Linked DNA regions of Xenopus laevis: region 1 is linked to region 2. Evidence: chromatin contacts called from public Hi-C data. All regions are on one chromosome and are shown on one strand. The core of a region is the stretch at or near the end of the contact, and the rest is flanking DNA. Distances in the headings are between cores, read along the strand shown.

Region 1 (6,864 bases), core at 4,174-6,673, 170 kb after region 2:
TGATATGTAAGGTTACAAATGTATTGTAATTGCTACATTTTAATACTCATCTTTCTAGCCAGGCCCTTTCCTAATCATATATCAGTCTATCTTTCAAATCAATGCATGGTTGCTTTTGCATCCTAGCAATTTGCATCCTAGCAACAAGATTTCTGAAATGGCAAACTGGAGAGCAGCTGTATAAAAACATAAATAACCAAAAACCACAAATAATAAAAAATGAGAACTAATTGCAAATTTTCGCAGAATATCTCACTCTCTACATCATACTAAAAGTTAATGTAAAGGTGAACCACCCCTTTAAAGTCTGGACTGGGAGAAACAAATATGGCAGCTTCTACTAAGTTAATAATGGATGGAGGGCACACCAAAAACGTTCAAAAATTAGCAAGAGGTGCAAAAACAAATGTTACCCCTACCAAAGGTAACCAATGTTTAATACTACAGATCAAAATGTTTGCACACTCAAAACAAAAAAACAATTGGACACTTAAGGTAGTTTGAAAAATAATAAGTTTTACTACTTTATTCAGAAAAACATTTTACATTAGATATGCCATACAAACATGGCCCAACTTATACCATGTTAAAAATAGCATAGAAAATCAATCCACCCATTAGTCTCATGTAGGCAAGCAAGCAAATCCAGCAATGGGAGCGGATACACCTACATCAGAAAAATGAGATATGGCCCGAATCGTTTCCGCACTATAGTCTTCAGGGATTCTGATGGGGCTCTCTTGAACTAATGAGTTAAAATGGTTTCTTGAACAATAGTAAAATTATATTTTTTCAAACCACCCTTATGTCCAATTGTTTTTTTGTTTTGAGTGTGCAAACATTTTGACTTAAGCTTCTACTAAGTATTTTGGGAAAATCCTTAAAGGGATCCTGTCATCGGAAAACATGTTTTTTTCAAAATGCATCAGTTAATAGTGCTACTCCAGCAGAATTATGCACTGAAATCCATTTCTCAAAGGAGCAAACAGATTTTTTTATATTCAATTTTGAAGTCTGACATGGGGCTAGACATTTTGTCAATTTCCCAGCTGCCCCAAGTCATGTGACTTGTGCCTGCACTTTAGGAGAGAAAATGCTTTCTGGCAGGCTGCTGTTTTCCTTCTCAATGTAAACTGAATGTGTCTCAGTGGGACATGGGTTTTTTACTATTGAGTGTTGTTCTTAGATCTACCAGGCAGCTGTTATCTTGTGTTAGGGAGCTGTTATCTGGTTACCTTCCCATTGTTCTTTTGTTTGGCTGCTGGGGGGGAAGGAAGGGGGTGATATCACTTCCAACTTGCAGTACAGCAGTAAAGAGTGATTGAAGTTTATCAGAGCACAAGTCACATACTTGGGGCAGCTGGGAAATTGACAATATGTCTAGCCCCATGTCAGATTTCAAAATTGAATCTAAAAAAAACTGTTTGCTCTTTTGAGAAATGGATTTCAGTGCAGAATTCTGCTGGAGCAGCACTATTAACTGATGCGTTTTGAAAAAAAAATGTTTTCCCATGACAGTATCCCTTTAATGTGCTATGCTGATTCCTGTTTCCATCTCTTTCACACATGCACATAGACTGTCACTGCCTCTTGCATTCATACATACAAACAAACTGGCACACAAGCTGTGAATGTGTCTCTCAAACACAAACATGGTATAAAGCAGAGATGTCAGCCTCCTTGGGGTGATTTCCAGGAAATTTTGGTCAAGTCTATACATACACTAACCATGGCCAATTTTGCACCAACCACACACAATTACAACGCTACTTATGTGACCCCCGCTCTATAAGCCCAGTGTATAAATATATAATATAAAAATATATGTCAGTTTACAGCTTTGAATAAAGCAGTTCTGACTAGATTGTGTTTTAGTGCCACCTAGTGCTAACGTTTTTCACCTGCAGTTGGCTTTTGTCGATTCATTGATATTTTTATTTTAGTCATTTCTTACTTGTATATAAATCATAGCAGACATTAGATTAAGGGGTGGTGTTTCAGGGTTAAGCTGTTTAACATGGAATTCCATAAATACTGAACACACAAAGGCAATGCTGCCTTTCCAACATTTTTCAAAAATATTTTTCTCTTGTCCAGGGCTAAGCATGATTAGCGTTTCCACCCAAAGTTTTTAGTTACATTAAAAACTCTGAACTGAGATGTTATAGGGGATCGGGACTCATATAAGTAAGAATGCCATAATGGAGCATTCACTTTCGACTGTAGCCTCAAGGCAGACTACTAGTAAATACATTCCAGCCCAACGGGTGGTTATTCATCCTGGTGCCAGAACAAAGCTAGTATTTTTTTGTTTGTTTGTTTGCCATGGGGTATATCCATATATATCCCCTTATTTCATTCTGGAGAGCATGTGACTTGCATAAACCATAAGTAGTGCCTTCCAAACAGTGGTGGAACAAAAACCAAGCCATCTCCCCTCTCCCCCACTGATGTTAAGAAATTGACCTGGAAAATCCACTTTTCAATATTTCCAACAGTGTGAGGCCCTTAAAATGTATATTTCCCCCACAACGCATGCACCCACACATTGCATCAGTGTTAATTCTGGGCATGCTTCCATAATTTCTGTATCTGCCTGAGGTACCAGAAGGAGCCAGCAAAGGGACAGATATATATCTGATTGATCTATATAGATAGATGATAGAGAGAGAGAGAGAGAGAGAGAGAGAGAGAGAGAGAGAGAGAGAGAGAGAGAGAGAGAGAGAGAGAGAGAGAGAGATAAAAGACAGGCAGATAGATAGAATGATAGAATGATAGATAGACAGACAGACAGACAGACAGACAGACAGATAGATAGATAGATAGATAGATAGATAGATAGATTGATAGAATGATAGATAGATAGATAGATAGATAGATAGATAGATAGATAGATAGATAGATAGATAGATAGATAGATAATAAAATAGTAATTCATGAAGACCCCAGATATACATGAATGAGCACTAAGGGGTGGGAGTCTGGGAGAGTTGCCACACATTTTGTGTTACTGATGTTTTTATTATTTCATGTGTGATCCCTGATTTCCCTAACTCCCACGAAGAGTCCAATTCAGATGTGTGCATGTTTGCGTGGGAGTTTCTAAAAGAGGAATAATATCATTAAATAAACTACAACCAACTTCCTCCTAGTAAAAGCTTAATCTGTCTCCTCTGAATTCCAGAACACTCAGGAGGCCTTAGAAAGATTTACTACAATCATGTACAGTGGCAGGGACCAGCCATAAACTTAAGCAATTAACTAAATATAGCATAAGAATTCCTGGGAAAATACAGTATGTAGAGACATGGTTCACTTCATATTGCTTAAAAGGTAATAAGTCTGTGCACAAAACACAAGTAATACACAAATACAAAAACAGTGGAAGGTTAAATTGTTTTGGCCCAGGGTCATCATTGTGACCCTTACGAATCTGATTTTTCTCTTGAAACATAACATTTATGTTAAGGACATTTAATTGTATTTCCACTTACTGGTAATACAGAAAATCAAATCTTTGATTCCTTATTAAACATGTGATCTTTCTATTTCCATTGCAGGTTGAAATAAATAGCTATCTTTCCTTACATTTTTGGGACTATAAAAATATTTGTATTGACAACCAGAACTTTGGCAGTTTTTGATTGTAAGCGGCTTCATTTTTGTGGGCAGTGCACGAAAACAACAGAATATCTCAAGGTAATGAGAGCCTTTTCAAAATAGAATACAAAAAAATCTAAAGGCGCCAACAGAACAGAAAAGAGTAACAACATAGTACACATATGGACATTCAAACAATGCCATGCCCATCGTGTAACTGAAGAAGAGACTGCACCGCCAAAGCTGAAATATAAAATAGCTGTATTTGTGTTACTAAGTTCTCCTTCACTTAGGGGCACATTTACTAAGCTCGAGTGAAGGATTCGACTGAAAAATACTTCGAATTTCTAAGTTTTTTTTTTGGGTGCATCGACCATCGAATAGGCTACTATGACCTTCGACTCGAACGAAAAATCGTCCGACTATTCGACCATTCGATAGTCGAAGTACTGTCTCTGTAAGAAAAACTTTGACTACATACTTGCCAGTTTAAACCTACCGAGGTACAATGTTAGCCTATGGGGACCTTCCCCATCACTTTTCTAAGCTTTTTTTGATCACAGAAAAATCCTTAGATCGATCGATTAAAATCCTTCGAATCGTTCGATTTGAAGGATTTTATCGTTCGATCGAACAATTTCTACTTTGATCGATCGATCAAAGGATTTGCGCAAAATCCTTCAAATTCGATATTAGAATTCGAAGGATTTTACTTTGAGGGTCGAATTCGAGGGTTTATTAAACCACGATATTCGACCCTTAGTAAATGTGCCCCTTAAAGTGTATCATTATTGGAAACTCCACCAGGCATATGTGGATGCTAATAAATTATTTTACAATCTTAGCGTGTCACAAACTACTGAGAAAAAGAAGGAAAACATGAAAGAAGCACCAAATGTACCAATGTGCATGCACTTTGGAAGAAGCAACTGCCAAGCACCATGCCAGAAGGGCAAGAAGTATAGGAAATAAGGTAAAGTTACAAAATGCAGGGCACACAGAACTTAGATGGATGCCACATTCCTGCTGATAGTCTCTCTGGCCAACAGCATAAGACAGGACCTTTATTTGTCATATCTGTGGGACACGTTTACTTAATTAGCTGCCTATTGCAATGCAGTGATTTATGGATTTATGTCTGATGTGATTATATTGAATCATTAAGGGTGTTCTGCATAAACCAAAGACATAAACCAAATTTTCTGCTCACGCATGCCAAAAGAACTGCCCCTCCCCATTATTCTGTTTAATTGTGCCGCATGACATAAATGATTTCATTTCAAGAAGTAAATATAATGAACATCTAATATAAACTGCATGCTCAGTTTTTAACAACAATGTAGCGTTGTAAGTGAAGGTTACTGGGCTCCACATCTAAATCTTTTGTGAAACCTATAAGATCTTGGAAAGATTATTTGTTTTACATATATATACAGGTGCAGTCAAGGTTCCCACAAGGGTGGATGTATTCAGTGGTTGTAAGCTGCAACTATTTTATCACTTCGACATATATGTATAAAAACATATATTCACTGCAGGTGATAAAATATATTTGCTGCAATCCACAAGTTGCTAAAATGCTGAAACAGCACAGGTACTGATGCCATAGTGCTTGCCATACTGCAGCAGCTTACATACAGAGCTTTAATGTATTTTTAGAATGTGTTCCTGTTGTTACTATATGTGTATTTGGCAGTTTAACAGAGAGTTTAATGGGAATATATACAGGGCTCAATTTGCAGTTATTATGGCTAGGTAATAAATCAAAAGGTTAGCACATCCCTATCCATAGTATATAAACCTCAGAGCTGTCAGTAGGCTGCTTTTCCCATTTAGACTGCTTGCTCACAGGTAACAGGTAAGAGTCCTTGCATGCAGCAGCCTGATTGAGTCCTTGTAAATTAGTGCTAAAGATGTCACTGCACAATTAGGAGCTAGAACTGTATTTTAAAATAATTAGTGATGTATTTTGAAGAAAACTGTTTAGTCATTGTGAATTATCATTTGTATTCATTTTAGATACTATGGTTGAGAGAGTGGTTCAACTTTGGGTATGTTATAGAACAGCCAGTTCTAAGCAACTTTTCAATTGGCCTTCATTTTTTTTTATATAGTTTTTGAATTATTTGCCTTCTTCTGATTACCCTTTCCAGTTTTTAAATGGGGGTCACTGAACCCATCTAAAAAATTGAATTCTCTGAAAGGCTACAAATGTATTGTTATAGCTAATTTTTATTACTCATCTTTCTATTCAGCCCCTCTCTTATTCATAAATCAGTCTCTTATTCCAATCATTGCAAGGTTGCAAGTGCAATTTTGGACTCTAACAACCAGATTGCTGACGTTGCAAACTGGAGAACTGCTGAATTAAAAGCTAAAAACTCAAAAACTACACATAATAAAAAAAGGAAAGAAAACCAATTGCAAATTGTCTCAAAATATTACTCTCTATCTCATCATACTAAAGGTTCATTTAACGTGAACAACCCCTTTAATTTACTAACACTGGGAAGGCATGCCTTAATGCAGTAACCCCTAGCAAAATAAGGTGCACAGTATTCAGATGATATGAACATTAACGCCAATTAGTATATATGTATAATTACCAACATTCTTCTTTCAAAAGGGATCAAATGAAATATATTGTCCCTAACATGGAAGAGATTTCAGTCCTTCCTGAATAGTACATATTCCATTAGTACACAGTGTTGGAAGTTTTATTTACTAGCAGTGGGCTAAGGGGGGCAATTTTTATAAATGTATAAATTAGATAAGTTCTGGAAGGGGGTGCATTGTCGTTTTTTGAATTTACACATATTTGACCAAATATTGATCAAAATATAGTAAGCACCAGTATTTTAAAACCCTACTGGTATAGCAAAGTGATTGAGTAGCTGATCAGTATATAAGTGACCATGTTTTGAAATGCAGTTTATTTCAACAGAGGGTTTTAGATTCTATGGAGAAAAGAAAATTGTGATCACCAATTCATAAATTGGCCTGTGTTTTTGTGTGAATGTTTGGATTTAAAATCGTATTTTGGGGCAATTTTTTACTGGGTACATTTTAAATAATGGAAAGAGGCAGTGAAAGCTGGGGGAAACAGAGGTCGGGACCTGCCTTATGTAATGGCTAATGTAACGACTCATTGTTATACTTTGTTTCTATGCATAGTTCCTTTGTGAACCACCCTTGTTATCTTGCTGATCCGTGACTATTCCTCTCAGTATCCATTATGACTGTGTCCTACACATTAAAAGTGGC
Region 2 (7,367 bases), core at 296-2,795:
AAATACTTGTAGCAGAAATTGTCTCAGTTTTCACTTGTTTTATGCAAGGCCTTTGTGGCCAAGCCATCTGCCCTATGGCATCAAATTAAATACATTTACTTGTTTATAATGAAGTTCTCATGCTGTGAGCAATTTAAATGTTGTTTTAGGTAAGAGAGACACAAATGATGCAAGATCACTCTTCTCTGCCTATTGTGTTTCTCTTACCAGATAATGCAATGTATACAAAGCAGCAAGATATTTGCTACAGACTGATCTGTTGACGACAGGTTCAGAAAACAGGCATTTGGGCCTAGCTCTTACAGTCCCCATCATCTGATAGTCAGTAAACACTCAGAGCCAGGCCACCCAGAAAGATACCTCAGCATAAACCGAAAAGAGTTCTACAGCTCCCTGGTGGTGATAGAGCGAGCTTGTAATAATCCACAGGGTGGGGAGAAAAGTTCTTTTTGCACAACAATGTCCCGCAGCCCACCCAGGCAGCCTGAAGAGAGACAGACTCATCATGTCACCAGCCTTTGTCTGAACAGAAAACCATTAACCCTTCACCTCTAGGGAGACACCGGAGCAATGCAAATGGCCTGTTATTTGCCACTAAATACAAATTCTGTCGGGATGCCCACAATGCGATCCATTCATTATTATTATTCTTTTATACATAAAGTTACAGACACAACCAGCTGCACTGTGCAACTGACTAAAAAGACAACACAGACATTTGCTGCATTGCAAAAAGCTTGCTAACAACAAAGTGACAAACATATACAGTATACATTCAAGTGATATACATGCTTAATGGAAAGATTAAACAAAACTGAAATGATACTTTGGATTAAGAAATGATGTGTGTGTGCATAATTAATTCATAAACACCAGGAAAGTGTAGCCAGTGTATTCATGCCTTGGTTCAGCACTTAATTTACTTTTAGAAGCAGAAACATTAGCTTATATCATTTTCTGAGTGATACAATGACCTATTTCCAGCATTACCAAACCATATGCCCATTCAATAAATGGTAAAGACTTGTGAAATCCCAGACCAGACTATTATCTCCTTTATGAATGGAACATATTAGCTAGGTCTGATTAAAATAACACACAATGGCATATTCACACAATCCAGCAAATGTTCCAGTGACAAAAAAGTGGGTATTCACTAATAAGACTGGAAGGGGTTTCTGGGATTTGTAGTCGAGCAACAAGCTAAAGCGGAATCATTTACTCCTCAATTCATATAATATGGAATGGAAAATTCTCACTCTTGATAGCTTGCCAACTGAGATTAACACAAGTTCATGTATAGATTGTAAGCCATGGCTGCAATAAAGCTTGTTTCTATTTCTACTGCTTGTATTAAAAATGATTGGTATGAAAGAAGTGAACAGGTTAACTGTCCTACAGCATTCCCCTGACCTCCTGCCCCCTGCATTGTCTGTTCTTTGCTGTGGGTCAAAGCAGTTTCTCACTGTGTGGTCCTCCCCCTGATCTTGTCACTGCTCTTCTTGCTTGCCTCGGGGGACAGGTTTCTGGGACTGGATGGGAGGCTGAGTTACCCCACCCCCAGTTCTGTAACTAATACCCTGCTTCCCACCTTTTCTATTGTCAGCATTGTGTAGCTTTCCTGTTTCAACTGGGTGCTGCTAATCTGGGCTTTTTTCAGCCACAGTATCAAACAGATGACAGACGCCAGCGATTCTTAGGTATATAGAAGTGTACAGGATGGCGTCATAATGGATGGATTTACAACAGAAAAGCAAATGTATCATACAAGGATGACTACTACTGATAAGGACACACACATGATACTGTATTTGATCAAAAGTTAATAAAAAAATCTATTAAATAAAAGGGATCATAGAGAAAAAAACTGACTAAGAAACAATCAGGATAAGATAAGATGTAACTCCAGTTCTTGTAATTATGTGTGGGTACCTGTGTATGTGTAAAACTGTGTGTGTGAAAATCTTATGTATGTATCTTTATGTGGGTAGGGTATCTTTGCATGAGTAACTGTGTGTAGCTACCTGTGTGTTTGGGTAACTGTGTGCGTGTGTATCTGTATGTGAGTAACAGTGTGTTGGTATCTATGCGTGTGAGCACCTGTTTTGGGGCAACTGTGTGTGTGGGTACCTGTATGTGGGTAACTGTGTTTGGGTAACTGTGAGATTGATACCTGTGTGTGTTGGTGACGGTGTGTGGATACCCGTGTATGTCTGTGTATGGGTAACAGAACACTTCTAGGCAGGAGAATAAACATAAGAACTGGACATATTTATCCATTTAAATATAAATGCTGAGGATGAGGAGCAGTCTGTATGGCCCTAATCTTCAGCTTTGGTCTGCTAATGACAACTGACCCTGAGTTCATACCCGTTGAGATGTATATATATATATATATATATATAGATATATATATATATATAGATATATATAGATATATATATAGATATAGATAGATAGATAGATAGATATATATATATATATATATATATATATATATATATATAACCTGAGTCAGATGCTTGCACTCTGAACCAGTCTTCCATAAACGTGGGTGCAGGGTCAAAGTATTTATGTAAAGTTCAAGAGGACCCGCACTCCTTGGTTAGTGAACCAAAAATGTCTTTATTTTTCAAACTTGTGCATCCAACGTTTTGACCCACATTAGGGCCTTTATCAAGGTTGGAAACATTGGATGCACAAGTTTGAAAAATAAAGACATTTTTGGTTCACTAATCAAGGAGTGCGGGTCCTCTTGAACTTCATATATATATATATATATATATATATATATATATATATATATATATATGTGTGTGTGTGTGTGTGTGTGTGTGTGTGTGTGCAGGACAGTATAATAACTCTTACAATAGAGATGTCTTTATCAATGGGTGAAAGTTAGACCTCGCTGTTTGATAAATTCCCTCTAAAATTCCATAGGAATGAATAGAAAGTGGGAGAGTTTTTCTGCGGCATGCTCAAATTTCACATTTTTTAATACATCTGCCCCTGAGTCCCAAGTGGTAAGAGACACAATAAGAAAACTTTTCCTGCCTCATAGAGCTGAAGTGGCTATGGCCATACATTATATAACCCATAGGGCAATTTATGATAAGATGTGAGACCCTTACATTACATAGTAAATATGTACGTTTGTATGAAGTATCTAACTAAAACGAATAAATTATAAAATTGTAAAAACTATAAATACTGTAAATGGAATGTGCTTCACTCATCAGGACTTAATTCAACTAATACATTTACTAGAGTGCTTGAATCATGAATTGTAAAATGCATATATTTATAAAAAGCTAGTGGTAGGACTAGGAAGTTTTAATAGTCACTTGCTGCCCTCTGCTGGTGTTTATAAAACAAACTGCAGGTAAAGTTGTTGTACCGTGTTAAAGGGGTTGTTCATCTTCCAAACACTTTTTCAGTCGAGTTGTTTTTAGATTGTGTGTGAACGACACAGCTGCTTCCATGGCATGCATATTTGGAATTAGCTTCAGTCTGGAAATGTAGAATCTACAATGCTGCCAGTGATGTAGATTGTTTGCCAGGAATACCCATATCTGATCCAGACGCAAAAATAATTTTTTCAATTGCTTTCCAGTTTTTATTTTTTAATCTATGTTTAATGTTCCTGTCTCTGGTGTTTGAGTCTGTCAGCTCAGTAATTCAGGAGCAGATTCTGAACTGTTACCAATGTGCTATATTTGGTTGATTCATTTTTCAGCAGCATCTCTGGAGTATTAGCAACTATTGTATCAATTCTAACAGCTGCCTTTAATGAAACTCAGGGATTCTGCTCAGCAGGGACAAATAAGAAATTTATCAACTAATGTATCAATTTAGAACTGTTTAGAGAGTCAGCCACCCCCCTGAGCAATTTTAGAATTACATATATATATATATATATATATATATATATATATATATATATATATATATATATATATATAATATATATATATATATATATATATATATATATATATATATATTTAGAATTTTAGGCCCTGGTTTTCACAAATACTGTTCCTATCAAAGGACTTCCTGCTCAGACTTTCCAATCAACAGGATCTGAAGACACAGGGCGAGGTAATCCAACCTCACCCGGGCAGTTGGGCCTTCATGGCGTGGCTCTTGGGAGGTTGAACCTCTCCTCCTCTGGGCTTTCAGAGGCTTCCGTTTCTAAATTATTGCCAGCAAGAAAACCTAACACCTTACAAAAGTATTTCATCACTTGGGAAAAGTTCAACTTGTGGAGTTTTTACAGAAAGGTTTGGAGCTTAAACTAAGCATTTCCACCCTCAGCGTCAGGTAACAGCCATTTCCCATTTCTCTAACGTGGCATGGTCTCAAAATACACTGGTTAAGAAATTCTTCTAGGGGGCCAAAAAACTTGCACCAGTTGCTAGACCCCAGATCCCTCCATGGGACCTAAGTCTGGTTTTAAACACACTTACCAGGGAACCTTTCAAACCCATAGAGGACATTTCTTTGAAGATGTTAAACTTAAAAATGTGCTTCTTACTGGCAATTACCTCTGCAAGAAGAGTTGGGGGAAGCTTACCTTTCTACAGGATAAGGTGGTCCTCAAAAAAGCAGTCAAGTTTATCCCTAAGGTGGTGTCTGAATTCCATACCACACAGAACATTGTACTACCTACATTTTCCCTGATCCAAAATCCGATCTTGAGCATCAATGGCATAAGCTGGATGTGGTTAGATGTCTGAAAACCTACCTGGACAGAGTTCTGCCAATAAGATCTTCGGACTCCCTCTTGGTAATTCCTCAAGGAAAAAAGCGGGGGCCCAACCATCCAAATCCACTATAGCATGTTGGATCAAAGAATGCATTCAGAATGCCTATGTGTTAAATTCCAGCACAGTACCCTCATTATTATTCATCGTTATTAAGGCACATTCAACCAGAGGGATTGCGGCATCCTGGGCCTTTCATGCAGGAGCCACTTTGGAAGTTATCTGCAAAGCTGCAGTGTGGTCCTCTTTTCATACATTTCTCAATCATTACAAATTCGATGTATTTGCCAACAAACCTGTTGCTTTCGGTTCTACTGTGTTGATTTCTGTATTAAATTCTGTTTAAACTCTAACTTCTCCCTCCCTCATTTATGTTGGTTGCTTTGGTACATCCTGCTGTTGCCTGCTGCCATGTGTAAGGAATAGGAATAGGGAAAATCATATCATACTTACCGAGATTTTCCTTTCCTGGACTGGAACATGGCAGTGGGCACGGCTTCCCACCCTCAATTGGGGGAGACTCCAGGAGTTCAAAGATGGCGGCCAGGGTTTTTATGTTGTATTTCCTGTCCCATTGCATTGTGGGAGGGGATTAACCCATTGTTGCCCACTGCCATGTTCCAGTCCAGGAAAGGAAAATCTCGGTAAGTATGATATGATTTTCCCTATTGTACATTGTTGTCTGTGACTTAATGGCCTGAGCATCATGTGCTTTGTTCTCTTTATTAATCTTAATGGTTAGTAGCAGGTCGGAAGGTTGGTACAACGATCGTTCATCGTATAGTATTATCTGCAGATTTATGGCCAGTTTAAGTCAGCAAAAATGTTACAGGGTAACCCTTTTGAAATAAAAAAACAATAAAATATATATAAAAGTATAAAGGTGACACCTTTATTGGCTAACTAAGATAATCATAGCAAGCTTTCAGAATATTTTAGTTCCTTTTTCAAGCAAGGTAATCAGCTTTTGAAAAAGGAACTAAAATGTTCTCAAAGCTTGCTATGATTATCTTAGCCAATAAAGGTATCACCTTTACACCACTTTTGTTGTTTTTTATTTCAAACGGGTTGCCCTGTAACATAAAACAAACTGCACATACTCCAAAGTTTTTTTTTTGTTTCAATAGAAAGAACTACAAAGAAATGATCCATTTTTATTAAGGAAATAAATACATAACTAGCTGCAGTGCCCAGTTCTGAGAACATATAACCCAAAAAAAAGTTAAATATCCTTTTACAACATATCAACAGTTTAACACCGGGGGTTCTTCTCTTCTAGTACTAAGCAGGAGAGGCGCTCGATTTGGCACGTAATTCCACCTTATTACCAGGCAGTGGCACTGCAGTTGCACGCTGTGAACTTCCAATAGAGTTGCCAGGAGTGTGTATTTGCCTGGTGCTATGAAAGAGATTGGGGGGCATAGGTCATGTTTGAAGGAGTATATGAAGCCAAAGATTTTATCTGCACCGTATTTATAAACATACTGATGAAAAGCCATTATGCAAAAGCAGTCACTCGGGGTCTTGTCATTGTTTCATAAGGCTGGGAATGACTTGTTCTATAGCACTTTTATGGGATTTAAGTATAGTGCCCCTAAACAGAAACATCAGATGCTTCTAACTCTGAAAGGAAAAGATCAAGGTGACTTCATGAGAATTCTAGAACAAGTTTCACATACAGTATTTACTTGCTACTCCTACTATTATTGTCCCCAAGTCCATTCTGACATACTGATCTACCAGCAGCTGAGTCCATATTCAAGATGCACCTCAGTAAAGACTACACATATTTTGTAATGGGTATAAATGGGTATAAATGGATAACTGGTTATGGCAGATGTTTCTGTAAGGTCTGTCCATCTTTTTTTTATGTAGATAACTTGCATGCCAACATCTTCAGGGGTTACAGGGGTTCTTCACCTTTCAATCAACTTTTAGTATGACGTAGAGATTGATATACTGAGAAAATATACAATTGATATTAATTTATAATTTGTGGTTTTTGAGTTAGTTATCTTTTTTTCAGCGGCTGTCCAGTTTGCAATTTTAGCAATCTGGTTGCCAGGGTCCTAATTACACTAGCAACCATGCTAATTGAATAAGAGACTGGAATATAAATAGAAGAGGGTCTGAATGGAAATGTGAGTAATAAAAAGTAGCAATAATAATAAATGTGTAACCTTACAGAACATTTGTGTTTTAGATGGGGTCAGTGACCCCCATTTGAAAGCTGGAAAGAGTCAGAAGAAGAAGGCAAACAATTAAAAAACTATATAAAAAACATAAATAATAAAGACCAATTGAAAAGTTGCTAAGAATGGCCATTCTATTACATATTAAAAGTTAACTGTGAAGGTGAACCACCCCTTTAATAAACTTAATGGTGTAGTTCACCTTTGAGTAAAACTAGTGCTCTTTGAGACTATAATTTTATTGTTACATATTACTTATATTTTCTTACCTGTTATTACTTATCTATTCCGGCCCACTCCTATTAATTTTCCAGTCATTGATTCTAACAGCTGCCTGGTTGCTAGAGTAAATTGGGCCCTAGCAACCAAATTGCTAGTGAATTTTCAAATTGTAGAGCTGCTAAACAAA

Evidence for each region. A called contact is a pair of places that touch in the nucleus more often than the background predicts.
Region 1: a contact with region 2 is called in a Hi-C map of the XL177 cell line, with 3 times the contacts expected there. The contact joins the promoter of best4.L here to the enhancer-like site in region 2. A contact is called at or near these places in 2 of 4 Hi-C or Micro-C datasets (the XL177 cell line and animal cap).

What each region holds. Positions count from the first base shown.
Region 1 is chr4L:85,928,542-85,935,405 of Xenopus_laevis_v10.1, forward strand. best4.L (bestrophin-4) reads left to right here and starts at 5,424. Exons shown (of 9, transcript XM_018258347.2): 1 at 5,424-5,458; 2 at 6,775-6,864. The coding sequence starts at 6,836.
Region 2 is chr4L:85,760,551-85,767,917 of Xenopus_laevis_v10.1, forward strand. No RefSeq gene overlaps it. Among protein-coding and RNA genes, the nearest start is that of ptch2.L, 52 kb to the left of the region's middle. Within about 2 kb of position 1,546, at least 3 of the 7 cell types and tissues checked have an H3K27ac peak or open chromatin away from gene starts, as enhancers often do. A contact at or near this core is called in animal cap, where this site is marked.